Linked DNA regions of Mus musculus: regions 1, 2, 3, 5, 6 and 7 are each linked to region 4. A link is a contact called in public HiChIP or PLAC-seq and promoter capture Hi-C data. All regions are on one chromosome and are shown on one strand. The core of a region is the stretch at or near the end of the contact, and the rest is flanking DNA. Distances in the headings are between cores, read along the strand shown. Region 1 holds the start of Itprid2 (ITPR interacting domain containing 2). Region 2 holds the start of Rbm45 (RNA binding motif protein 45). Region 3 holds the start of Itga4 (integrin alpha 4). Region 4 holds the start of Cwc22 (CWC22 spliceosome-associated protein). Region 5 holds the start of Prkra (protein kinase, interferon inducible double stranded RNA dependent activator). Region 6 overlaps Itga4 (integrin alpha 4). Region 7 holds the start of Cerkl (ceramide kinase-like).

Evidence for each region. Promoter capture Hi-C pulls out the DNA fragments that hold promoters and counts their contacts. HiChIP or PLAC-seq counts read pairs in DNA pulled down with a chosen protein or histone mark.
Region 1: a contact with region 4 is called in a promoter capture Hi-C map of pre-B cells. The contact joins the promoter of Itprid2 here to the promoter of Cwc22 in region 4. A contact is called at or near these places in 9 of 39 promoter capture datasets (the C10 cell line, cranial neural crest, embryonic stem cells and 5 more), 6 of 484 Hi-C or Micro-C datasets (CD4 T cells, CD8 T cells, muscle stem cells and 2 more), 8 of 115 datasets of contacts at active chromatin or transcription factors (astrocytes, cardiomyocytes, embryonic forebrain and 5 more) and 2 of 9 other capture datasets (adipose tissue and liver).
Region 2: a promoter capture Hi-C map of liver shows a contact between it and region 4, with 6 times the contacts expected there. The contact joins the promoter of Rbm45 here to the promoter of Cwc22 in region 4. A contact is called at or near these places in 7 of 39 promoter capture datasets (the 3T3-L1 cell line, the C10 cell line, cranial neural crest and 3 more) and 1 of 115 datasets of contacts at active chromatin or transcription factors (extraembryonic endoderm stem cells).
Region 3: a promoter capture Hi-C map of hematopoietic stem and progenitor cells shows a contact between it and region 4, with 4 times the contacts expected there. The contact joins the promoter of Itga4 here to the promoter of Cwc22 in region 4. A contact is called at or near these places in 6 of 39 promoter capture datasets (embryonic stem cells, erythroid cells, hematopoietic stem and progenitor cells and 3 more), 3 of 115 datasets of contacts at active chromatin or transcription factors (astrocytes, large pre-B cells and microglia) and 1 of 9 other capture datasets (embryonic stem cells).
Region 5: a contact with region 4 is called in a promoter capture Hi-C map of pre-B cells, with 4 times the contacts expected there. The contact joins the promoter of Prkra here to the promoter of Cwc22 in region 4. A contact is called at or near these places in 5 of 39 promoter capture datasets (the C10 cell line, hematopoietic stem and progenitor cells, liver and 2 more), 1 of 484 Hi-C or Micro-C datasets (pre-B cells), 1 of 115 datasets of contacts at active chromatin or transcription factors (astrocytes) and 1 of 9 other capture datasets (adipose tissue).
Region 6: a contact with region 4 is called in a promoter capture Hi-C map of hippocampal neurons, with 2.6 times the contacts expected there. The contact joins the enhancer-like site here to the promoter of Cwc22 in region 4. A contact is called at or near these places in 2 of 39 promoter capture datasets (the C10 cell line and hippocampal neurons) and 1 of 115 datasets of contacts at active chromatin or transcription factors (astrocytes).
Region 7: a contact with region 4 is called in an H3K27ac HiChIP or PLAC-seq map of embryonic stem cells, with 10 times the contacts expected there. The contact joins the promoter of Cerkl here to the promoter of Cwc22 in region 4. A contact is called at or near these places in 1 of 115 datasets of contacts at active chromatin or transcription factors (embryonic stem cells) and 2 of 9 other capture datasets (adipose tissue and liver).

What each region holds. Positions count from the first base shown.
Region 1 is chr2:79,633,988-79,637,252 of GRCm38.p6, forward strand. Itprid2 (ITPR interacting domain containing 2) reads left to right here and starts at 1,438. Exons shown (of 18, transcript NM_080558.4): 1 at 1,438-1,757; 2 at 2,046-2,091. The coding sequence starts at 1,553. It overlaps Gm46751 (a long non-coding RNA gene), which reads right to left and starts at 1,075. Exons shown (of 2, transcript XR_001783386.2): 1 at 995-1,075.
Region 2 is chr2:76,368,681-76,371,995 of GRCm38.p6, forward strand. Rbm45 (RNA binding motif protein 45) reads left to right here and starts at 1,304. Exons shown (of 10, transcript NM_153405.2): 1 at 1,304-1,748. The coding sequence starts at 1,449.
Region 3 is chr2:79,253,690-79,256,777 of GRCm38.p6, forward strand. It overlaps Itga4 (integrin alpha 4), which reads left to right and starts at 1,737. Exons shown (of 28, transcript NM_010576.4): 1 at 1,737-2,167; 2 at 2,489-2,610. The coding sequence starts at 1,971.
Region 4 is chr2:77,944,401-77,947,638 of GRCm38.p6, forward strand. It overlaps Cwc22 (CWC22 spliceosome-associated protein), which reads right to left and starts at 1,956. Exons shown (of 20, transcript NM_001362658.1): 1 at 1,750-1,956.
Region 5 is chr2:76,646,325-76,649,534 of GRCm38.p6, forward strand. It overlaps Prkra (protein kinase, interferon inducible double stranded RNA dependent activator), which reads right to left and starts at 1,703. Exons shown (of 8, transcript NM_011871.3): 1 at 1,468-1,703; 2 at 801-970. The coding sequence starts at 1,532.
Region 6 is chr2:79,308,485-79,311,370 of GRCm38.p6, forward strand. The region is part of intron 17 of Itga4 (integrin alpha 4); the gene reads left to right. Among named protein-coding and RNA genes, the nearest start is that of Gm22606, 38 kb to the right of the region's middle. Within about 2 kb of position 1,452, at least 13 of the 459 cell types and tissues checked have an H3K27ac peak or open chromatin away from gene starts, as enhancers often do. A contact at or near this core is called in hippocampal neurons, where this site is marked.
Region 7 is chr2:79,427,423-79,430,268 of GRCm38.p6, forward strand. It overlaps Cerkl (ceramide kinase-like), which reads right to left and starts at 1,566. Exons shown (of 13, transcript NM_001048176.1): 1 at 1,280-1,566. The coding sequence starts at 1,469.

The sequences.
Region 1 (3,265 bases), core at 188-2,687, 1.7 Mb after region 4:
AAGTGCAGGAGGGCCATGATAATGCTGGGATGGCTCCGGGAAGCCAGCTTGGATTTTGGAATTGGTCTTGGGGATATTGATAAACCATCAGGAGTTGTTGTTTCTATCAATGATTAATGATATATTGGGAACTATCAAACATATGGACCATGCTAGAAAGAAGTAAGGACCAAAGACAGGAAGGTCCCTGTGCTACTTTAAAGATGAATAGATTATGTGCAAAGGCCTGCACAAGAAACTAGGTTCCATCTCATCTCAAGGACACTACATTCTGTGTTCCAAAAACTATTTCCTTCATTTATGAATGCACACTTAACTTGGACTTTTATGAACTGCAAATATCTATTTCAAGTGGAAAATTTCTTCCTTAAAATATTATTTATGTAAAAATGTCCTTTTTAGTCAAGAAAAAGCATAAAAATAGACCAAAGCAAAAAACTATTCTCACTTTGCTTGCAGAGTTCAATAAAATGTTGGAAGCTTTCTATATTGTCTGTAGATGGTTTAGGACATTCACTGTTTGATATGTAACACTTTGTCTCAATCTGGATAGAATTTTAATCTTTTTTTCCTCATAGGAAATACAAGTATGATAAAGGGGACGGAGGAAGCTGGGATTTAAGAATTGTTTCAGAAGCTTGGCATGACCTGCTTCTTGTTACATCTTCTAAGTCCCAAATCCAAGCAGTTAGCTTTCTTTATACTCCCAGGTCGCTTTCTTCACTTCCTTTTTTTTTTTTTTTTGTCTGCAGCTTCAATGTGACATACCCACTTTTTTCTCACTGGATTTTCATACCTCACATAACCAGGACACACAGGTTTCTCAAAATGTGCGAGCAACACCAAGGTAAGCTTTGACAAGCTGACAGTACAATCTCACGTCTCTTTCATCCTTGCCCAATCCTGTAGGCATCCTACACTGATTAAGTCTCAGCAGCCCAGTCACTTGTTTGCACGCGGGGGCGTTTTATGAGACTTGGCCTTGGCACTTTACCTCTATTTCTGGACGAGAGAGGAGTTGAGAGAAGGAAAAGCTGTAAAGCAAACAAACAAACAAATCTGGCTCTTTCCTGAGGCCACCGCGAAGGGGCGGTTCGGCTCCTAGCCCGTCAGGACGTGCCCCGCCCCAACTCTCGTCCTCACCTCCCGGCAAGACCGCCACCGGAAGAGGGCGTGGCCTCCGTCGTGGGCGTGGCGCACAGCTGCGAGAGGCTGGACTGTGCATTAGCGGGGGCGTGGCTAGAAAGGGGGCAGGGCGGGGTCTTAGAGTAGGCGGGACCGGGCCGGGCGGGCGCTCGGCGCCTACCCGGCTTGCCGGAGCCACTCGCGCTCCTGCGCCCCGCCAGGCCGGGTTCACGTGAAGCGCCGGCCCTCCGCCCCTCCCTCCCTTCCTTCCCTCCCCCCCTCCCTGTCCCCTCCTCCTGCGGCGCCCGCTCTGGCTCCCCCGGGCCCCCTGCCCGGCTGGGCGCTGACAGCAGCGGCGGGGGTCCCCGCAGCCGCCGCTGTGTCCCGCGCAGGCTCGGGCTGGGCCCGCGGAGCCCCCGGCGCGGCCATGAACCGACCCCTGTCGGCGGAGGCGGAGGAGGAACTGGAGTGGCAAGTGGCGAGTCGCAGGAGGAAGGCCTGGGCCAAGTGCCGCAGCTCCTGGCAGGCGTCGGAGACCGAGGATCTGTCCACAGAGACGACGACGCAGGACGAGGACGAGGACGACGAGGAGGACCTCCCAGGCACGAAGCTGCCGGCACCCGCGGGGCGAGGTCGGTGCGCGGGACAGGGACGTGCGATCAGGGAGGTGGCGTGCTCCGTGCCACCGGGCGCGGGGACCGGACGCCCCCGAACTTTAAATGCGCGCGTGACCCGCGCTTCAGCTCCAGCATGTGCACCTGGCTGCCGGCTGGCTCCCCTGGGTCGGGCGCCGGGAAGGCTCTCGGAGGCTACGGGTTGCCAGGGCAGATTCTCCTGCAAGGGAGTGTCAGGATGGCACAGCCTCTGAGTACTTATGTTTGGGGTCTTTAACGAGCTGTCCCTTCGCTCTACTCCCGCAGGAAACGTGCCCAACGAGAAGATCGCGATATGGCTCAAAGACTGCCGGTAAGTAAAGCGGGGGTTGCCTGGGGGAGAAGCGAGGGGGTTCGACTTCGTCTCTGGGTCCCGTGGTCACTGTAAGCTAGGAACCGGAAAGTGAGCCGGCCGATAGCTTCCTTCTAGAAGCGATTAGAACTGGAAGTGCTGTGGCCGCTGATTATTTGGTGACCGAGTTGACGACTTCAGCAGTCCGGGCATGATGTCAGCAGCAGATCAGAAACTAAAACAGGTCACAGTGATGCTACTTTGGCTGGTCGTGCTTTCTCTTGAAATAATTTTGATGTTTCACAGAACCTTTTATTTTTCTTTATTTTGGCATCTGCATATCTGGCATAGAATCATTTTCCTTTCAAACGTGTTATAGACGAGTTTAATTTACTTAGCTACACTAACTGGGGTTTAATTTGTGTTGTGTGCCTTAGGTCTCTCTGGGGACCTATTAAAACTAGCCAACTTGCTCCTTGGAGTTTAAGTCCTGGGACAGGGTTTTGTCAGATGGCATTGGAATTCGCAGAAGGAAATGGAGCTTTGAAGGCATTCATACTTTATGAGTCTGTTTAGTTACATACTTTGGCAACCTGCACAAAAATGTTTGATAAAATACAGAGGAGATGGGTTTTATTACAAGTAAATTTGACTAAAGTAAAATGTGTTTTACTTCTATTTTTTCCCCCAGTTTATTTGCTCTTTGAAAAACCTTGTGTGTGAAGACTATAACTTTTAAACTTTGGTTGGCATTTGCTTCTGGGCATATTATTGTTTTCGCAAATTATGTTTATCCTAGGGATTATTTGGTTGTTGGTTTTTTTTTTTTTTTCTGTTTCTTTTTGAAAGCTACTCACATATGGAATTATTTTTTTTTTTTTTCCCTGTAAAGACCAATAGCTGTCTCTGTCTTAGTTCATAACTGGAGCCATACTGATTGTTAGCTGCAGAATTTTACTTAGGCATCATAGACTCGTCTGAAATATTATGGGATGTATAGGCATTCCTTTTAAAGATGCACAGAGGCAAATACATTGCTTCAAGACATCTTTAGGTTAACCATCAGCCTCTTTTAACCCCTTGATTTTCAGATGACAAGAATATGGCCTTTACAAAGCACAGTACTATACTGTGTGCCAGGGGCTCGCCATCAAACAGTGTTAGATTAGAAGGCTGAGATTTTTAAATGTACATC
Region 2 (3,315 bases), core at 54-2,553, 1.6 Mb before region 4:
CCTGGTTCTGTTACCTGTGCATCTTAACTTTGAGCCTCAGATTTCCTCATCTCTAAAAATAGGGATAAGGATTCCATGGTTGTAAAAGGCTCCTTTCAGCCATCAGACTCTATGGTTTTAACTCTTAGTATTCTATTGCTGCGAAGAGACACCATGACCACGGTAACTCTTATAAAGGAAAGCATTTCACTGGGGCTGGCTTACACTTTCAGAGGTTGAGTCCACCGTCATCATGGCGGGAAGGATAGCAGCAGGCAGAGATAATAGTGCTGGAGAAGCCGCTGGAAGTTCTACCTCCAGGTCCAAAGACAAGAGGGAAAGAAGGCACTGCTACTGAAACTCCCAAAGCTCAACCTCACACTTCCTACAAGGCCACACCCACTCTAACTAGGCCACACCCATCCTAACAAGGCCACGCCAAAACGGTGATGAAGACTGTGTTTTCACCAAAATTTCAGACAAACTCCCCCCAGGTCTTCTGCTTGACTAGATCCAACTTCCAGCTTTCTGTTCTAGGGGAATCTAATTGGAGGACAAATCCTGATAAGTCAGTTTCGCCATAATTCTTATCCTTGATGTCTGACTGCTGTTAATGTCTTTTTTTTTTTTTTTTTTTTTTTTTTTGGTTTTTCGAAACAGGGGTTCTCTGTATAGCCCTGGCTGTCCTGGAACTCACTTTGTAGACCAGGCTGGCCTCAAACTCAGAAATCCACCTGCTGCTGCATCCCAAGTGCTGGGATTAAAGGCGTGCGCCACCACTGCCCGGCTGTTAATGTTTTATTACTTATCAACTTATCACTTATCTACAGCCTAAGTTCTGGGAAGCAGATCTACTGAGAGTCTCTCTTACCCCGCGATCTTCAGTAATTGTCCTTATACTAACTCATATTGTACTGTCCTCCATTTATCTTACTGGAACCAAGTCCAGTCTCTCCCCCTTACTGCAAGACCCCAACGCAATGGTCCTTTGTACCTGTCTCTATGGACCATTTTGAGTGAAGCCTGCCTGCTTTTTGTATATTTTTGGTGTGGTGCTTTTGCTGACCTCAAATTTACTATGTAGCCCAGGAGGCCTCAAATGTAGCAATCTGATTACAGGCTTAGTAGAAGCCAGCTTTGGGAAGGCTTAAGAATCAGGCAGGTGGATCTTTTTAGCCACAGGGCAAAGTGGTTTGCATAAACCCATTCTTGGTTTTCCCTGGGACTGAAGATTTGAGATTGCTGAGTCCACCGTGGCACCAGGGGGCGCTGCAGAATGTTCCCGGAAGCCCGCAGACCTCACTGCGGGACGCACCTGCTTTCCGGCTCTCGGCTCTTCCGGAAGCGGAGCTGCTTACCGGCGTGGGGCGAGACGGGGAGCTGCCGGGAAGCGGCCGGGAAGCGGCCGAGAACCTGCCGGGTGAACAGGGCCTGCAGGGGGGCTGCGCCTGGGTCCCGCGTGGGGCGCCATGGACGACGCCGGCGGCTTGGGAGGCAGCGGAGGATTCCGCCCGGGCGTAGACAGCCTGGATGAGCCGCCCAACAGCCGCATTTTTCTAGTGATCAGCAAGCACACATCCGAATTGGTGCTGAGGGAGCGCTTCTCGCCCTTCGGAGACATCCAGGACATCTGGGTGGTGCGCGACAAGCACACTAAGGAGTCCAAGGGCGTGGCCTTCGTCAAGTTCGCGCGCAGCTCACAGGCCTGCCGGGCAATGGAGGAGATGCACGGACAGTGCCTGGGTCCCAGCGACACCAAGCCCATCAAGGTGCGGGGCTGAGGTGCCTGGTTTAGGGTGTGTGAGGTAGAGATGCCCAGGTTGGGGTGTTTGGGATATGGGTGCCCGGGGTTGAGGGTGCTCGCGAGGGTGACGGCGGTATGGGTTGGGGTCTCTCCCGCCCCTTTGCTGCGCCGGGGATGCTGTGCATCTGGTAGGAGAGGGGTTGGATTCTGCACGCACCGTGAGTGTGCCGAGGATGGCTTGGAGGAGCGGATCCCCGGCCTCTGGCCAAAGGAGCCTCTTACCCTGGGAACAGATTGGGTAGCCACATCCAAGGATAGCACAACTGTGGCTGACCTCGTAAGTCAGTCAACCTCCTGTCCCCGTCTTCCTGTCTATTGTGAAAACTTTTCTGAGCTTCCTCTCTCGAACACTGTAATTACCTTCGCGACTAGAAAATTTAGTTTTAGGGTTTTTTTTCCTCGTGTATTTTACTTTTACAAAGCTTGAAGGATCTCTTAAGTAAAAAAAAAATTACAGCACCATGCCTATAAACAGAAAATTATCAAAGTAAAAGTATTTTGTGACAAGCTATGCTATACTGGAAAGGGGCAAACCTAGAAAACGGTGCAAGGTGTGGGGGAATTCTGGTTTGGGTTTTGTAAGAATACCATTTACGAGTGTTCATGGACTGTGGGCTAGAGTGTCTCCAGCCCCTCTTCTATGCTGCACCTGGGCATGGGGAGGGGAGTTAGAGGGTAGTAGGGGCAGAGAAAGGCAGAGGGAGAGGAGGAGGGGGAGGGAAAGAAGAAGGAGCAGGAGGAAGAAGAAGAAGAGAGAAAGAAAAGGAAGAAGAAAGAAGAGGCCAGCCATGAGCACGTAGAGAAGGGGAAATAAATGGGGGCGGGGGGAGAGCAAGGGAGGAACGGGGTTAAAATTTTTGAGAACAAGGTGTGTGCTAGGTCATTCATGTGCGCTATATAGATACAGTCATTAATCAGGGGACTTTATAAGCTCTTTAGGCTCGAAAATTTAGAAATTTGTGATCTGATGGTATCCCCGCTCTTATTTATCCAAGGTTCCCCTTTTATCTACTATTTGTGTTTTCTTTCGAGTTTCTCTTGTATGTTTCTTTGGCTATTTCATTACCGGTGTGTTGATTAAATTAACTTAGAGTTGCCCATTTCTTCTAATACCGTTGGCAGTGCTTGACATATGGTGGGTATTACTGAAGAAATAACTAAAATAGACCACCTAGGGATATGCCTCTAACTCTGTCTTGTAAGTAGGGTCCTTTGCCTCTATAGCAAGCTGTCTCCTGAGCAAAGGTAAGCTCTCCTTCTCCTGGACCCAGTGTTCTCTTCCACAAAAGTACACAGTGTCGTGGTTTTTATATTCGGTGTCTTTTGAGTTTCTGCCTCCTGCAGTGTTCCGTTTTCCATGGTTTTCTCACACTTCAGTGATACACACTGCCCTCCTTAAAGGAAACACACACACACACAGAGCACCCCTCATGGGTCCTTGTGAATAAGGTGTTCCATATTACCTGAAGGCCTGCCTGGCCTACAGACAGAGTTAAACTGTAGCCAGGGTTATAAAGTAATATGCTTAAGGA
Region 3 (3,088 bases), core at 487-2,986, 1.3 Mb after region 4:
AGGGCTGTTTTCAAGTCCTAAGGGAAGGAAGGAGGGTTGTCTTGGCTTGTTGAATAATACTTCTGGAAAAGTAGCAAATTGTAATCTGAATGATAGAAATGAGGACCTGCCCATTAGCCACTGTACAGCTATCAGTGCCAACCAGAGTTTCACCATCCCTTCCCTGCCTGTGGGGCTCAGGAGGCACGTGCTATTTTATTTTTCAGTCCCTCAACCAGGCTGACCGGCTCCTCCCTCGTGCCTCTTCTCAGAGTGTGTGGAGCCCAACTCAGCGATCCTTGCCTTCCAGCTCTCTTCAAGTGTTCCCAAACAATTAAACTTTATGGAGTAGGGAACTTTTCTTTTCTACTATCAGGCCAAAAATGTTGCTGGGTGCTCCTCCAGGCATCCTGCTGATTTGTTGTGGTGTTTCGAGGACTGGGGGCTGCCCACTGCATGAGATGATCTGACTCAGTGAACAGCGACAGCTGCGGGCCTGTGATTCTGTTGGTGTAACTGGCAGACACGGACTTTCTTTCTTTCTTTCTTTCTTTCTTTCTTTCTTCCTTTCTTCCTTCCTTTCTCTCTCTCTCTCTCTCTCTCTCTCTCTCTCTCTCTCTCTCTCTCTTTCTTCCTTTCTTTCTTTCTCTCCCTCCCTCCCTCTCTCTTTTTCTTTCTTTCTTTCTTTCTTTCTTTCTTTCTTTCTTTCTTTCTTTCTTTCTTTCTTTCTTTCTTTCTTGTCATTTGTCTTTTTTTTGCAACAAAGGTAAGAGGGCCAGCATCTCACCTGCTAACACTCACCAGCACTTGCCTCCTGCTCCAGCGTGAAAAGCAGGGAATGGAATATGGAGTGTAAGACATAAATTAAAAATAAAATAAAATTAAAAAAAAAAAGAAAAGCAGCACACAAGGAGTATGTTCAGCAGAGGCCCATCTCCTGGCTTAGGTGTGCTGTGACTCTGATCTCTGGTGGCTTTTTAGAAGCCTGTTATGACCTTGTCTTAGGCTGTGTCTACACATCTGGTGGTAGGTATGTCCTGGGGTAACTGAGTGTGTACATGGGGACTAGTTATGAAGAAGTGAGCAAGGGGTGGAGTCTGCTAAGTGAGGCAAGTCACAGAATTTCCTTAGCTTGCCTGGGTTTTCTGTGTTAGGCTATTGCCTGGCTTGCTCATGCGTATAGACTCTATTTAAGAGGAAGTGTATAGAGAGGAAGGAAGCCTGCATAAAAGGCTGCAGGCCTGGGAGTTTTGAAGAGACTAGCCATATACTTTTGTCACCAAATGCTCCAATAGGGCTGGGGCGGGAGGGGGGGGGGGCAGCAGTTTTGGCTTCTTGCAAACTGTGTAATTTCTGTATGCTACACAGCACATAAGTGACAGAGGAAGTTCTGGAAGGTTCTCCACAGTCTTAGTTCCCAAATTATTGGCCACTGGGACTGGCCCTGGAGGCCAGTCACTTGGTGAAGTCCCGCAAGGCATCAAGCCTTAGCCAACTTTCAAAAGGGAATCCCCTGATCTGTTTTGTGTTCCCCCAAGGGTTATTTTTGCTGGGCCCCAGAAGCCAGAGCCACTGTGTGTGATGTCTGCCAGGGTGTGAGTCCATGCAACCTAGGTCCCCTAGCGCCCCCTACAGCTGCTGCGGGGCGGGGATGGGGATCGGGTTGGGGAGAGGGAGGCCAGGCTGTGAGCCACTGCACCACACCCAGGACCCCACCCAGATCCTAGGAGCACCCGGCCCCTGGCTCCGGGGCCACAGAAACGGGGCGTGGGCCAGAGCCTGAAGCATCCCTGGCCACTACGATCGCTCCGCCTGTGGCCACCAATTCCCCTCCTCTTCTGGCGTCCCTCTCTCCGCCCCTGTCGCCTGCCAGCACCGGACACGCTGCTGCACTTCATCTCTTGGGGCGCTCTTCTCTTTGGCCAACCGTCGCATCCTGTGCAACTCTGGTCAGTGGCCGTTTTGTGTTGAATGTTCTCCACCAAGAGCGCATGGCTGCGGAAGCGAGGTGCAGACCGAGGTCCCGAGGGATCGCCCTCCGGGAAGCGGTGATGCTGTTGTTGTACTTCGGGGTGCCAACCGGGCACTCCTACAACCTGGACCCGGAGAATGCACTGCTGTACCAGGGCCCCTCCGGCACGCTGTTTGGCTACTCGGTGGTGCTGCACAGCCACGGGTCGAAGCGCTGGTGAGTGCGCCCTCCCCAAGAGGCATGTCACAGCGCCTCCGCCTCTGGGATTCCTTGTATGAATCAAACTTTCCGCCCTCCTGGGAGGTCAGAGAAAGACCTGGCTTCAGCCAGCTGCCTCACTGGAGAGCCTTGGAACTAACTTATCTTGGGATGGCAGCCCCCAGGGTGCTCCTGAGTCCTGGGTCTCCAGTCATGGGAAGAGGAGGTGGGTGCCACTTCCCTTGCTGACCACTGCACAGCTGTCACAAGCCAACACGGGGCAGAGTGGGTGGGCAGACTGGTTCACGTCTGAGCGAACTTGCATGGTTCTTGCTTTAGGCTCATCGTGGGGGCTCCCACTGCCAGCTGGCTCTCTAATGCCTCAGTGGTCAATCCTGGGGCGATTTACAGATGCGGGATCAGAAAGAATCCAAACCAGACCTGCGAACAGCTCCAGCTGGGTGAGTTGGGTCCCCAAAACAAGACATAATGAACTTTCTCCCCTTCGTGGGTCCACTGTTGGGCAAGTCCTGGAAGACACTATGATGCTGGTCTCTTCTGGATTAAAGTACAAGCTTTTCAATTTTAACCCCATGCCAGCTTGCTCCTGAGAGTATTTTCCTCTCCTTTGCTTGCAACTGTATGTGATCTCAGTATCTTCCAAACCTCTTTCAGGGGAAGTCTCATAGGGTGGCTTCTGGCAAGCTACCTTCTACCAGTCCTAGAACTCTTCCATGTGTAAAATCTGTTTCAAAGCCTTAAAACCCCTCTCTGGCTGAGGACCCAACTTCTCAACTTTGTTCTAGCGTGAGCTGCACATCAGGAATAGAAACTTTGATTGAGCCTATATCCCACCATGTAGCCTATATCCCACCATGTAGCTTATATCCCACCATGTAGCTTATATCCCACCATGTAGCCTATATCTCACCATTTAGC
Region 4 (3,238 bases), core at 706-3,205:
CTCCCTTGCTCGTAATTGTAGGGAACCTCAAAGTTGGCTCAAGACACTCCAAGAGCGTGTTCTCTGCACAAAGGAGACTTATTTGCCCCAGAAGGACAAAGGGCAAGAAACAGGAGACAAAGACAGGACACTAGGATGAGGGAGAAGGGGAAGGGAACAAGGGAGAGGGTAAAGGGGTATTTGTCCCAAGGGAACAAAGGACTGTCTCTGGATAGAGAGAAGACATACATATAGGAAAATATTAGCGTAGCGGGTAGAGGGGTTAGGCTGAGGTATTTAATTTAAATTGGGCATGTCAATTAGTTGACCCCAGAGAGGTTTTGGATTGTTGGACTTCAATGCTTTGATAGCTGGATCTCTGCAGGTTAGATCAGGGAACAGATCTTGGGGGCTAGCTTGAGGAATGTGATCTAACGGTTTTTAACAAGACACGGGGACTTGGGAAGGAGAGCCTTGTCCACCACATTCAAGCTGGCTAGAGTTCCTGCAGTAATTTCAGACTTACAGAGAAAACAAGGGAAATCTGACAGAAAAACCCTCAAAGACATTAGTTCCAATCTGCTGTATTACCGATAATCACTTCTTTCTGGAACTGGTCTATTTCCAGACTGAGTCTGACTGGGCCAGTCATGAACAAGGTAGGACTCAACTAAAATAACCAGTCTAAACCCGGCTAGCCCACACCTTTAATCCCAGCACTCAGAAAGCAGAGGCAGGCAGAACTCTTTAAATTTGAGGTCAGCCTGCTCTAAGGAGTGAGTTCCAAGACAGTCAAGACTACACAGAGAACAGGAAAAATAAATAAACAAAAGGCAGTTTAAATACAGAGCACAATTAACAGAAAAGGTAGCTCATTTTCACATGTATGGATCTTTTTTGCCTTCATATACATATAGGGACAGTTCAAGTTGCTGGTGCAAGTGGCTATCAGCAAGCAGGTATCCAGTCCCCTGAATCTGATATTATAATTTGTTGTGATCCATCTTGTGGGTGCTTGGATCGAACCTAGATCCCTCTGAAAGAGTGCTTTTAACCACTGGGCAAACTCACCAACGGCTTGCCGGGGCTCAGTTACTGTTTCTATTAATACCTTTCCCCAAATTATTCTTCCGGGGGGCGGGGGGGCGAGTTAAGTGGCTACAATGTATCAAAAAAGTCTTGCATTTAGAGCAGGTCAAACAGCTGGCACAGTGCTGTTTGTACTGTAGGGCCTGCAGCTCGCTAGGGGCAGGAACTGCAAACCCATGTTTGGAAGTTGCAAATAGTAGAGGCTTTTAGAGTTAAGGTTAACTACGTATGCGACCTAAACACAGAAGATGCGAAACATGGATCACTAGGGCTAAACATGACAGGGGTTCAGTCAAGTCAATGAAAACGATCCATAAATGAAAATGTAATAGAATTGGCTACTGGGATAAGCTGGAATGAGGCAAACGCGTTACCAGAATTTATTAATGCCAGCCCCGGGACGCCGACTGGGGACGCGACCCAGGGTGCTCCCAGGAGAGGTGTTCACCGACAACCCAGACCAAGGCCCAGACACGCACGCCCCGCCGCCGGCGCTAGGCCCAGCCGGCTCACACGGCACCTCGCGGGCCGCCGGTGGAGACGGCGCAGCCACATGAGGAAAGCAAGGCCCACCGGGCAAGCGCCCACTCGCAAGTCCCTGCCCTCTCCACGCGACCTAGCAACCCGCCGCCCCCACTCTGGCTCCTAGTCTATCCCGAGTCTTCAGAGTTCCGTAATTACCTAAAGCTCCACCGCGCCGCCATCATACCGGAAGAGCGTCAGTTCCCTTTCCCGGGTGAAAGTAGCGCGAGAAATTAGTGAAAAACTGGTAGTGAATTGGCAGGTATGTGATACGATTAATGATAATGCGGTATAGTAACACCTTGAGTCAAAGCAATCCAGCTAGTAACACTGTCATTCCTTACAAAGAACACGAGAAAAGAACATGTGAGTCCGAGTGAACTACAAAGTCCAGCATGCTCTGGCAGCGCGGACGGAAATGAGTTGTAGTTGGACCGCAGTGCATGACGGGAATTGTAGTTCGTTCGGATAGGAGGTCACACTAGAGACACTTTTGAGAGCTAGGTTTTCGAGGCATGCTTCTTATTCTAACACTACTCATCTTCTAAAGCCATAAAAAGTAGCTCTTAGTAGACACCGTAGCTTTTCTTTCTTTTTTTTTTTTTTCAGTGTAAAAGCTTAACACTAAGATACATACTATGAAACTACCGCAGAGGCTTACTATATAATACCTTGCCTGAAAATAATAAAAAAAGTAGCGATCCCTTTCAGATTTTTGACAGAAGCTTTACCAAAAGTCTGTTTGGGAGAAGAGGGGAAAGTGACAAAATGTTTAGTATCTATTAAGTTCCAAGATTTTAAATTCAAGTGAATGGAAGACTATCTGATTATAAATGATATGTTGTAAGGACAGTGAGAAGTAAATTGGAGGCCCAACATGGTGGTGTCTGCCTTTACTCCAAATATTTTGGAGGCTGAGACTGGCACTGTGTGTTCCAAGACATCCAGAGCTACATAATGAGCCCCTGTCTTGAAAGAGAGAGAGAGAGAGAGAGAGAGAGAGAGAGAGAGAGAGAGGAAGGTGAAAAAAGAAAAGAAGCAAGTTGCCTGGCGTGGTGGCACATGCCTTTAATCCCAGCACTCTGGAGGCAGAGGCAGGTGGATTTCTGAGTTCGAGGCCAGCCTGGTCTACAAAGTGAGTTCCAGGACAGCCAGGGCTATACAGAGAAACCCTGTCTCCGAAAATAAATAAATTAATTAATTAATTAAAAAATTAAAAAAAAAAGAAGCAAGTTGTATTTATGATACTTTCAGGGTTGGAATGTGAAATCTGTAACGAGTTTAGAGCACTGGCCTCAATTATACTGTTTCCTTAGTCTTTGATTTTCAGTGTTACCAAAAGGTAAGTGTTAAAGAGCATGCTAATGTGATTGGAAAGCTCTTCCTAAAACAACATCATCTTTATATTTCAAAGTATTTTGTAAACCAGGCCTGGCTTCTCCAAGAATTTTGTTTATTTTTTAAACAGGGACAAGGTCTCACTATGTAGCCCTGGCTGGCCTGGAACTTACTATGTAGACCAGGCTGGTCTTGAACTCACAGAGATCTGCCTGGCTCTGCTTCCTAGGGGCTGGCATCAAATGCCTGGGGCAGTAAGCTCTGCTTCTTTATTATAATTTTAGGGTGATTGAGCTTTCAGCCTTTTCCT
Region 5 (3,210 bases), core at 453-2,952, 1.3 Mb before region 4:
AACTTTAGCTTTTTCTAATTTTTCTTTGTATATTTACAAATTAAACTATTTAACAATTTTTATGCTTTCAGCTAAATAGGTATGTAGGAAAATAATGTCCACGTTTACAAATGGCAACTCTGGTAACCATTTTCTCAGGCTTAGACTAAAAGAAGGCATTAATCTGAACTTTAAAACTTCATTGGTGTGTGACCTTGGGCATGTAGCTTATGAAAAGGTTTTTAAAGTTGCCACTTCATGAATAAAAAGAGGAAACAATTTTATACAAAATACTTATATAGTATTTAGAACTAGAAGCTACTGTGCGCTGCAGCTTGAAGGAATACAGTATGGGAGTCTTCTATGTTTCCCTGATTTTTCATGGACACACACTCAAGCGTGGTAGGTACCAAGAATCCGAAGTTCCAGATGTGTCCATAAAAAGGGAAACTCGGAAAATTCTGACGGCGTGGCTACTAGCCTCTGCGCTGGTAACTTTGTAACTTTGAAAGGCGATAGCACCCACGGACTTGGCTATCGGAGCTCCAAGAATATTTCCAGTTTTTAATTCTTAAGAGGAACTTTAGCCGGCTCCCCAGGTACTGGAAAGTGTGCAGGATGCTGGGAGTGTCTGAGCTTCCTTACATCTTAGCGAGACAGAACTAGGGAGCGAAACAAATGAAGTTGATCCTGGAGTCTCTTGTCTTCAGAGTACACTCCCACAGCCATCTTAATTAAAAGGGCGCTTTTCCTTACTGAAAAGCAACATAGAATCAGGGCCTCCAATCCACATGGTCATGGGGAATTAACTGCATACAGACCTGTGCAAGTTATGTCACCAACGGTTACTCTGAAGGTGAAAGTGGGCACGTGTACTTGCACATCGGATCTTTCACATTCATAAACTGGAATGTTCTTGGTCTTCATGCCGTACTCGTGCAATACCTGAATCGGTGTTTTCCCAGGCTTAGCTGTTATCATCTTGCCCAAACTGCAAAAACCAGAAAAAAACGTAGGCATTGCACGTCAAAGCTGAAAGGGAAGCAAAAGCATCCACTTCTCAGTTTTGACAGTCACAAATGGTGACAAAAAGGTTCTGCAGCTCCCCAGCGGCCAGGATCAGTGGCAAGGCCTGGGCGAGCACCTGTCCCCGGGTGCTGCAGCCCATGGAGGAGAGTGGAGAGGTCTGTACAGAGAACTTGAGAGCGGTGGGAGGGATGCTGAAAGAAATCGGGTGGGCTTGGACTAGGCAGCTAGACACCCGGGTCTGCGCCTCAACACTGATCAAGTCCTCCCGATCGGCTAGCTGCCTAGGGTCACTAGAGGGGCGGGGCGCGCAGCAGACCCCCAGGGCCCGGAGGGCGGGCCCAGCGCCACGCCGGGAGAGGGGGGAGCTTTACCCAGAATGCTGCCCGACAGCCGGCTCCCTGCCCCTGCCCCGCTGCCCACCCGTCTTGGGCCTTGAGGCCTCGACGGCCCGGCGCTGACCTGAAGGTCCCGCTGTCCTCGCGCTGCAGCGGCGGGGCCTCGGCACGATGCCTGCTATGGGACATGGCGAGAAGGGACGGCTGGCCACAGCAATCAAGAGAAGTGTGGATCTGGGTCCTCCCTCTCCACGTCGGCCAGTTCCCGAGAGGAGCGTGCCCGCGCTGCCGCTTGGACGCCCCTCGAATCGCTGCCTGCCTCCCTCCAGCTAAGGGACAGGAGGAGAAGGAAGGAGAGGCGGGGCCTCGGCGCGGAAGAGCCGGCCACACCCCCTCTCTGCCCAGCCTCTCTGCCCCGCCCCTCTCTGCCATGCTCAGCCCCTCGATGTTCTTGCTCCACTTTGCCACAGTGCTCAGCCCTTTCCCGTTCCTCGGGCTCCGCCCTCTCTGCCAAGTTTCTGTCCTTCCCAGCTACCGCCCGCTCTCTAGTTGGGTTCCCAGAGCTTCTCAGAGCCCGGCCCCGCCCCTCCTGCGACCTGGCTCCGCCCTCTCTGCCAGTCCGGGCTCTTCCCAGCCTCTGCAGGCGCCTCCCCCCACCCCCCGTTCCGCTTCCAAAGCTTCTGAGCGCCCGGCCCCGCCCCTCACCCTTCTAGGCCCCGCCTCCATTGCATGTCCCGGCTCTTCCCGGCTCCTGCCTGCACCCCGCTTCGGTTCCCCGAGTTTCCCCTCCCGCCTTTAGTGGTGCAGAGAGCCTCAGTCCTTTGTCCTTAAAGGGAGGTGGCTTCCTTCTCAGCGAGAAAGCTAGTAGTAGGCTACGAGCCTAGCATGTTTGAGGAGCAAGGAAAAAAGATTAAGGGTTGGACTACTTTAAGAAAGATTTAAAAATTCGAATGGTAAATTACTAAGAAAATTGTGGATCTTGGCCCCGAAACTTGAGACCCGAGAGCGTCAGCTAAGGGGCAGCCAGTGGCTTTAAGAGCCCTGGATCCCTGGGCCCGCTGCTGTCTGGCGGGCCCGCTGCTGTCTGGCGGACTCTTGTGACCTGCTTAGGATAGTGGTTTTCATTCTTCCTAATGCTGTGACCCTTTAATTCAGTTCCTCATGTCGTGGTGACAACCCCTTCTCCCCCTCGCCAACTATAATATTATTTCTTGCTACTTCATATCTGTAGTTTTGCTACTATAATGCAACCCCAGGGGACTTGCAACCCACAGGTTTAGAACCTCTGCTTTGGGAACATGTGGGATCCCCAAAGAGATGCTGGAGGTGGAGTGCATAGCAAGGATATTTAGACCAGTTTCCAGGATTGCTCTTCCGGTTGACCTGTGCAATGGAGAGTGATGACGTTAACCTGGAACGCTCCACCTACAGAGTATGTTGTGGGTGTGTTAGCGCTTCAGAGCGTCTTAGAATTTGTGAACTATTTGCACAATGGCTCCTGTGTTTACTTAATGCTCTAGAATTGAATTCTAGAAATATTCTTACTGAGAGACTCCTAAAAGGTTTTTTTGTTTGCTTGTTTGTTTGTTTGTTTGTTTGTTTTTTAATGGAAGTTTTAGGTTGATGTACAAAAGTATTTGGTTCTGTGATGGAAATTTGTTTTGGTTGTATGAGAGCCCAAACACTTGGAAGCAAGGAAAAAATATCCGGAATTGAACCAAATTGAATTCTACTGGGGCTTAGGTTAAGCCTATTCTCGCTTTTATTTCTGTATAATATACACGGGTTACAATCCAATAATGCTATTACACTTATGTGTTAATGAATATCGTATTGTAACAACCACAGAGACACTCAAAATATATCA
Region 6 (2,886 bases), core at 202-2,701, 1.4 Mb after region 4:
CTGTCACTGCGCAGGGAGAATGGAGTCTTTGTGGTCATGTTAGCCATCAGGCTTCATTCCCCAAAGCTGAACTCAATGCTCATCTTCTGCAACATCAAAGAAATGCTGCCCACTGCCTGAGTAATCTGGGGTTCTGGTAGCATCAAGTGGGGAACTCTGAGTAGACAGTAAGTTGTGAATGGTACCTGGCACCATGCATTTAACTCTTCAACAGGCTAATCTAATACAACTGTCCTTTGTAAAATCAAAGCCTGACTGACCTCCCGAAGCAGGCGAAGAATGAAGTTCATGCTTCGATACTAACGTCCACTCACTTCCGGGCCAGCTTCCTAATCCAAGTTCCTTTTCATTTCTCTCCTTGAACTTTTATTCAACAAAGTCAGATGATAGTAAAGAAAAAGAAAAGAAGATGAAATTCAACTTTGGACTGGAGGCCAGTTGCTGAAGGCTTCTCTTTTGTCAGATAATTCTGCTGTGTGTCTTTGAGCATTAAGCTGTGCTAACCATTCACATTTTATTTTGCTGCGTTGTCTTTTCCCCCCTTGTTTATTTCTTTCCTTATTTCTTTCCTTCCTTCCTTCCTGCCTGCCTTCTTTCCTTCCTTTTTTGTCCCTACCATTCTGATCAAAACTAAGTAATCTTCAGAGACCAAATTTATTGCACCAAGAAAGAATATATTGACAATACTAAGGTTTTGTGAATGTCTTGTAAAATCCAGTCATGTTCACTGAGAGAAAATGTAGAACCTGGTGTAACAGCTTTCTCGTTTCCTCATTCACTTATTAAGTTATGGTTCCATGTGTGCACAGTACTTGGGCTTGTGTCAGTTATGTGGACTCTAAGCAGCTTTGTAAATTTCAAGCCTGCATTATGCATGTTTTCATGAAGAATGAACTGTAAGTCCCAGGGAAGCCGCTGGTTCAGTCATGCCACCCGTCCAGATGTGCAGCTGGCTCTCCTTCATGGTATGTAGGACGCTGGCTGGTGTCTTTTCAATGGCTTCTTGTTAAAGAAGATGTATAGAAAGGTGTACTTTTAAGAATCATGGAGTTGGGATTGTGGTAATTGTGCAAAATAGCTTAAAATGGAAACTAAACCGGGAGTCTTGCTGACAACAGGAGCCTGGTGCCGCTCTGATCGGCTGCTGTCTCAGAAGCTGGCTGCGGATGCCACGCTGCCACCTTCTGTTGCCTGTCAAAGTGCCAACTTCTTTCCCAAAGGTGTTCAGTGACTAATGCTTTGGTTCCAAGCCAGAATATTTTATAAATGTCTATTTCTAAGCAGCTCTTGTACAAGTCTTAATTAAACTTTAATGTCAAGCTGAAGTTTACTTTTAGAGTACCTTGAAAGTCCCTTCGGTCGTAACTGGATGATAGAACGGTAGGGAAAAGGCAGCGTGGCTCTCTTCTCACCATTTAACAATCGCTGCCAAGGAGAAGCCTGCTGACTAAGTCCAAAGGCTCACAACATGAGCAAACCACACCACCTCCTTCGTGCTGGGGTAGCTCATGACCACTCCGTCAAGTACCTCCAGGATGAGATGGTAGCCAGGGTCTAGAATGAGTACTTTGTTATTTATTATTCATTTGTTGCACAGCTTCTCAAATCCAAGGCTCAGAAAAGAGAATTGGTTCACATAGGGTATCCTTTATTTCTCTCTCTTCTTTTCTACAGGGTGCTACAGGGGAGGTTAAAGGCTTGGGGCTGGATTACTTTTTCTACTTCTACTTGGATTCTAAGGGAAAAGCCTGTAGCCTCTGCCAGCTGAGATTAAGGACCCTCTGTTGATGTCAGAATGGATCCAGGCATGTCGATGCATACCTGTAATTACAGCACGCCAGAGCATGGGATGGAATTACAAGTACAAGGCCTGCCTGGCCTACATATAGCATGACTCTAGTCCACAAAAACCAGACAACACAAAACAAAAACCAACAGCAAAGATAATGGATTTTAGTTGTCTAGTAATACCACATGTTGCTTGTTAATTTGAAAGTTTTCATCAGTCATGTGGGCTGTATAGCAGGAGCCACCCCAATGGTTTTTATAACGTGACAGTTTCAATTTCTTGGAAAAAATGCACTCAGTCTCAGTTGCTCATCTGTACCAGTAGTGCAAAAGCGAGAATGGCTAGACTCAATAAAACTTTATTTATAAAAACAAAGGAATGATTTACGTTCAGACAGGAGTTTCCAGATGCCTACTCTGTTGGCCTGCCTGCGTTTCCTGTGGCATCCACTTAGTACAGCATTTTTTTTCTAGGTTAAAACACACCCTCTTATAGTATAATTTGTTATTTACTTTGCATAATGTATAATCTTGTATTTAAAAAATGTTTTTACAAGATAAATAGAAATACAGGGAGAAAAGATAGGAGGAATGCAAAGGGATATATACACAGAACAAGTATATGTGTGTATTCAATGTGAGACTATTATAGTTCTACATGGGAAATGACTGAAATCCTACTTACCACTGACTGGGCAAAGAAGAAGACAAGTGGCTAACTAGGGTGGAGCACAGACTTAAGTGACAAGCAATTTGCAAACACCGATTGAAACTAATTTCACAAAGTTTAAATAAAAGAAACTACATTCAAAATCGCAGCTACCAAGGATTACATCTAATTACATTTGTATGAGATTCCACACTGGCTAAAACTCGAGTGTGGGTTCCAGGAGTCAGTGGTCATTTAGGGGGGCCCCGGTGAATTGTTCATGTATACAGTGTCTTTCCTTGGTTGGCACACCAGTCTCTGACATGTATTCAGTTAACCACAGTTAATAAGTTGCATCTTAGGATGCTTGCTTCCTTCTATACAAACAGCTTTGAAATGGGAAACGATTTGAATAACAGGAGCAAATCTTTAAGTAGTAAGTTTAGTTT
Region 7 (2,846 bases), core at 316-2,815, 1.5 Mb after region 4:
CTCTGCTCTGGACCCCACATTACTTAGTCCTCACCACCCGTATCTATGATAATGCAACATCATAGTGCTTAGCTCATACCATCACCTAATGACTACTCTCTACCCACTGGACTTAGTAATGTGCCTCTTGGGCTCTTCTACAAATACATGTGCCAGGTTTCTGAGGCTCCTGGTTTAAATATCAGGTGTTAATTGCAAAGAAAACTAGTGTGCTCTGTATGAAGAGAAAGAAAACCAAGGGTCTTAGGGCAAAATTAAACACTTGCAAAGTTTGGAGTAATAAAACTGTCATGAGAGCTTTTCAAATTCTATTACCAGGAGTGCTAATTAAACCTCCTTTTCCTCAGTCACCACTCACTACAAAACAGGATTTCTTTCCTCTTGTCACTATTTGTCTTTGTGCTGTAGCAGTGACCTACAAGGGAGGGTGGGGTGCAGTATTGTTGCACTGCAGTCTCTAAAAGCTTGTAGCTTAAATTGGTTCCTTGGGCTAATCGAGATTCTAGTTACATTTATATTCCCCAACTCAGGCTGATTTACAGGTTAAAAGAAAGATCCCACATCCCTGCACCTTGCTTGTAATATTAAAGAATCTAAAGAATCGGGAAATACTTCTTCACCTTGGGCTTTCAAAGGCCGTGAAAACATTTTGCTTAAAGCCCAAAGTAGCTTTGCTTGAGTGAACAGCACTGCACATGTGGCTCAGGTGGAATTCACACTCCTCACTAATTCTGGTCCCTGACTGGATGGTTTCATTTAGTTAGACGTTTGGACAAGAAACTTTCAAACAATGACTTTTCCATTCTATGACAGACTGTGGCACAAGGAGTATTTTTTCCCTCTGAAGGTGGGGGGAATCAGCTGTTTTTAATTTCATAAACTCGTAGCTAATTAAAACCAGACTGTGAACCACATTCTACTGTTCTCCAAGACAGGTCTAACTGAAGCCGACCTGAAATATTTCTACTGCAAATTGCAGCATCGCATTTTCTTGTTTAAAAAAAAAAAAAGAAAAAGAAAAAAAGAAAAAAGACTTTAAGTCAATAGAAGGTAAGTTTAAGTAAAGCACAAATCTGTGGTGTGATATTCTATAGAAATTCATTAAAAATCGGGTTTCAAAACTTGTTCCCGATGGAAGGGGAACTGCAACTTCCTGGTTTGCAATCACAACCCCTACAGGAGGCTGGGGGCGGAGGGTCAGAGGGGTGTCGGTGGCGGCAGAAGGGCGTGGCGGCAGCAGGGTGTGGGGGGCGTGGGAAGGTAGGGGGCCGCCACTCACCAGCCGGGAGCTCGGGCTGGATGCGTCGCCACCGCAGGGCCCGCTCGCCCAACGCCACATCGCAGCTTTCCCTCCGGATCTCGAAGATGCCACGCAGCAAAACCCGCTCGGGTTCAGCAGCTGCCTTTGGGTTCTCCGGAGGCGCCTCCTCCAGGGCGCCCACCCGGCTCCTGCGTCTCCCCCGGAACATGGTGACGCGGTGCTGGGCCGAATTGGGGAGCCACCAGAAATCTTCGTGGGAAGGAAGTGTGGCTACAGCCACTGCCTGGGCCTTGTCCCACGCTGCCAAGGCAACCAAAAGCTCCTGAAGGAAGGCGGGGCGGAAGGGAGGAGCCCCGGGAGCTTTCTCTTTTGCCCCCAGAGAGGGCCACTGTCCTCTCTGGACCATGCTGCTAGTATGAATTTTCCTGGCTGAGCTCCGGGAGTTTGCCAGGCATCCCCCAAATTGGATTGCTTAGGCATCACCTAGTCTCTTGTTAAATGAAGTGCAGGTTCTTGTCAGATAAATCTAAAGAGAATCCAAAATTCTGAGTTGTGGCACAAGCCTTCAGTTCCAGCACTCAGGAGGCAGAGGCAGGTGAAGTTGAGTTCCAGACCAGCCAGCGCTAAATAGTGCGTTCTACAGCCGTCGGGAGCACGTGTAAGACACTGTCCAAAAATAATAAAAAATAAATAAATAAATAAATAAATAAATAAATAAAAAAAAATAAAATTGAACAGTAAGAATCTGCTTACTGGGTGACTGCAGAAGTTGCTGGCCAAGAGACACAAAGGAGTTTCAGTGCGCAAGGCTCTGTCTATCTTCTCAGGGGTGTCCTCTGAGATTCCCCCAAGGAGCTACATTACCTGTGTGACTACATCTGTTTGACTGCCCAGGAGTAAGAGTAAACCCCTGATTTGCATAGACAAATGTACACCTCACAAAGTTGATATTACCTTCAATCACCTCCATAGTGTAGTGTATGGATCCCTTAGCTCTACCTGGATGCGACAGCTGCAAACTGCAAAGAGCAGAGCTTACTCACCCAAACTTGACCATCATGCAAAAGGAGGCCTCCAGAGCTCACCGTTAACTTCCTCCTGGTAGGAGGGGCAGTTCTCCCGCTGTGATTGCACAATAGAGTGGCCCGGGGAGGGCGGTTGCTGTTTAATCCAGTTGTCCTGGCCACATTTCAAAACGATCAATTTGCAATCTCCAGGGATGGAATCCAGGTTCCAGAAATACTTCCCTCTGAAAGTCTAGGATTTAGGCTGAGAATTGCAATCAGAAAACAAGAGCCTAGTGTTTTTGCAGACTAGGCAAGTAAAGAGGTTTTGTGAAGTCCTTATATGAGGGGGTGGTCAGGCATTGAAGGGTGATTTAAAACTGGGGTTTCTGTACTATTACTTAAGGATTCCATCCATCTTCCACTAAGTCTCTCATAGGCAGCCACTGGTAGGTAAGAGCTGTGCCAGTTCCAGGAAGAGTTCACTTCTAGAGTTAACATCCTGAGTTCACAGCTGTCTGGCAGACTCAAGCTCCCTGGCATTTTAAAAACTTGCTGAGAGCCAAGGCAAACAGGCCAAG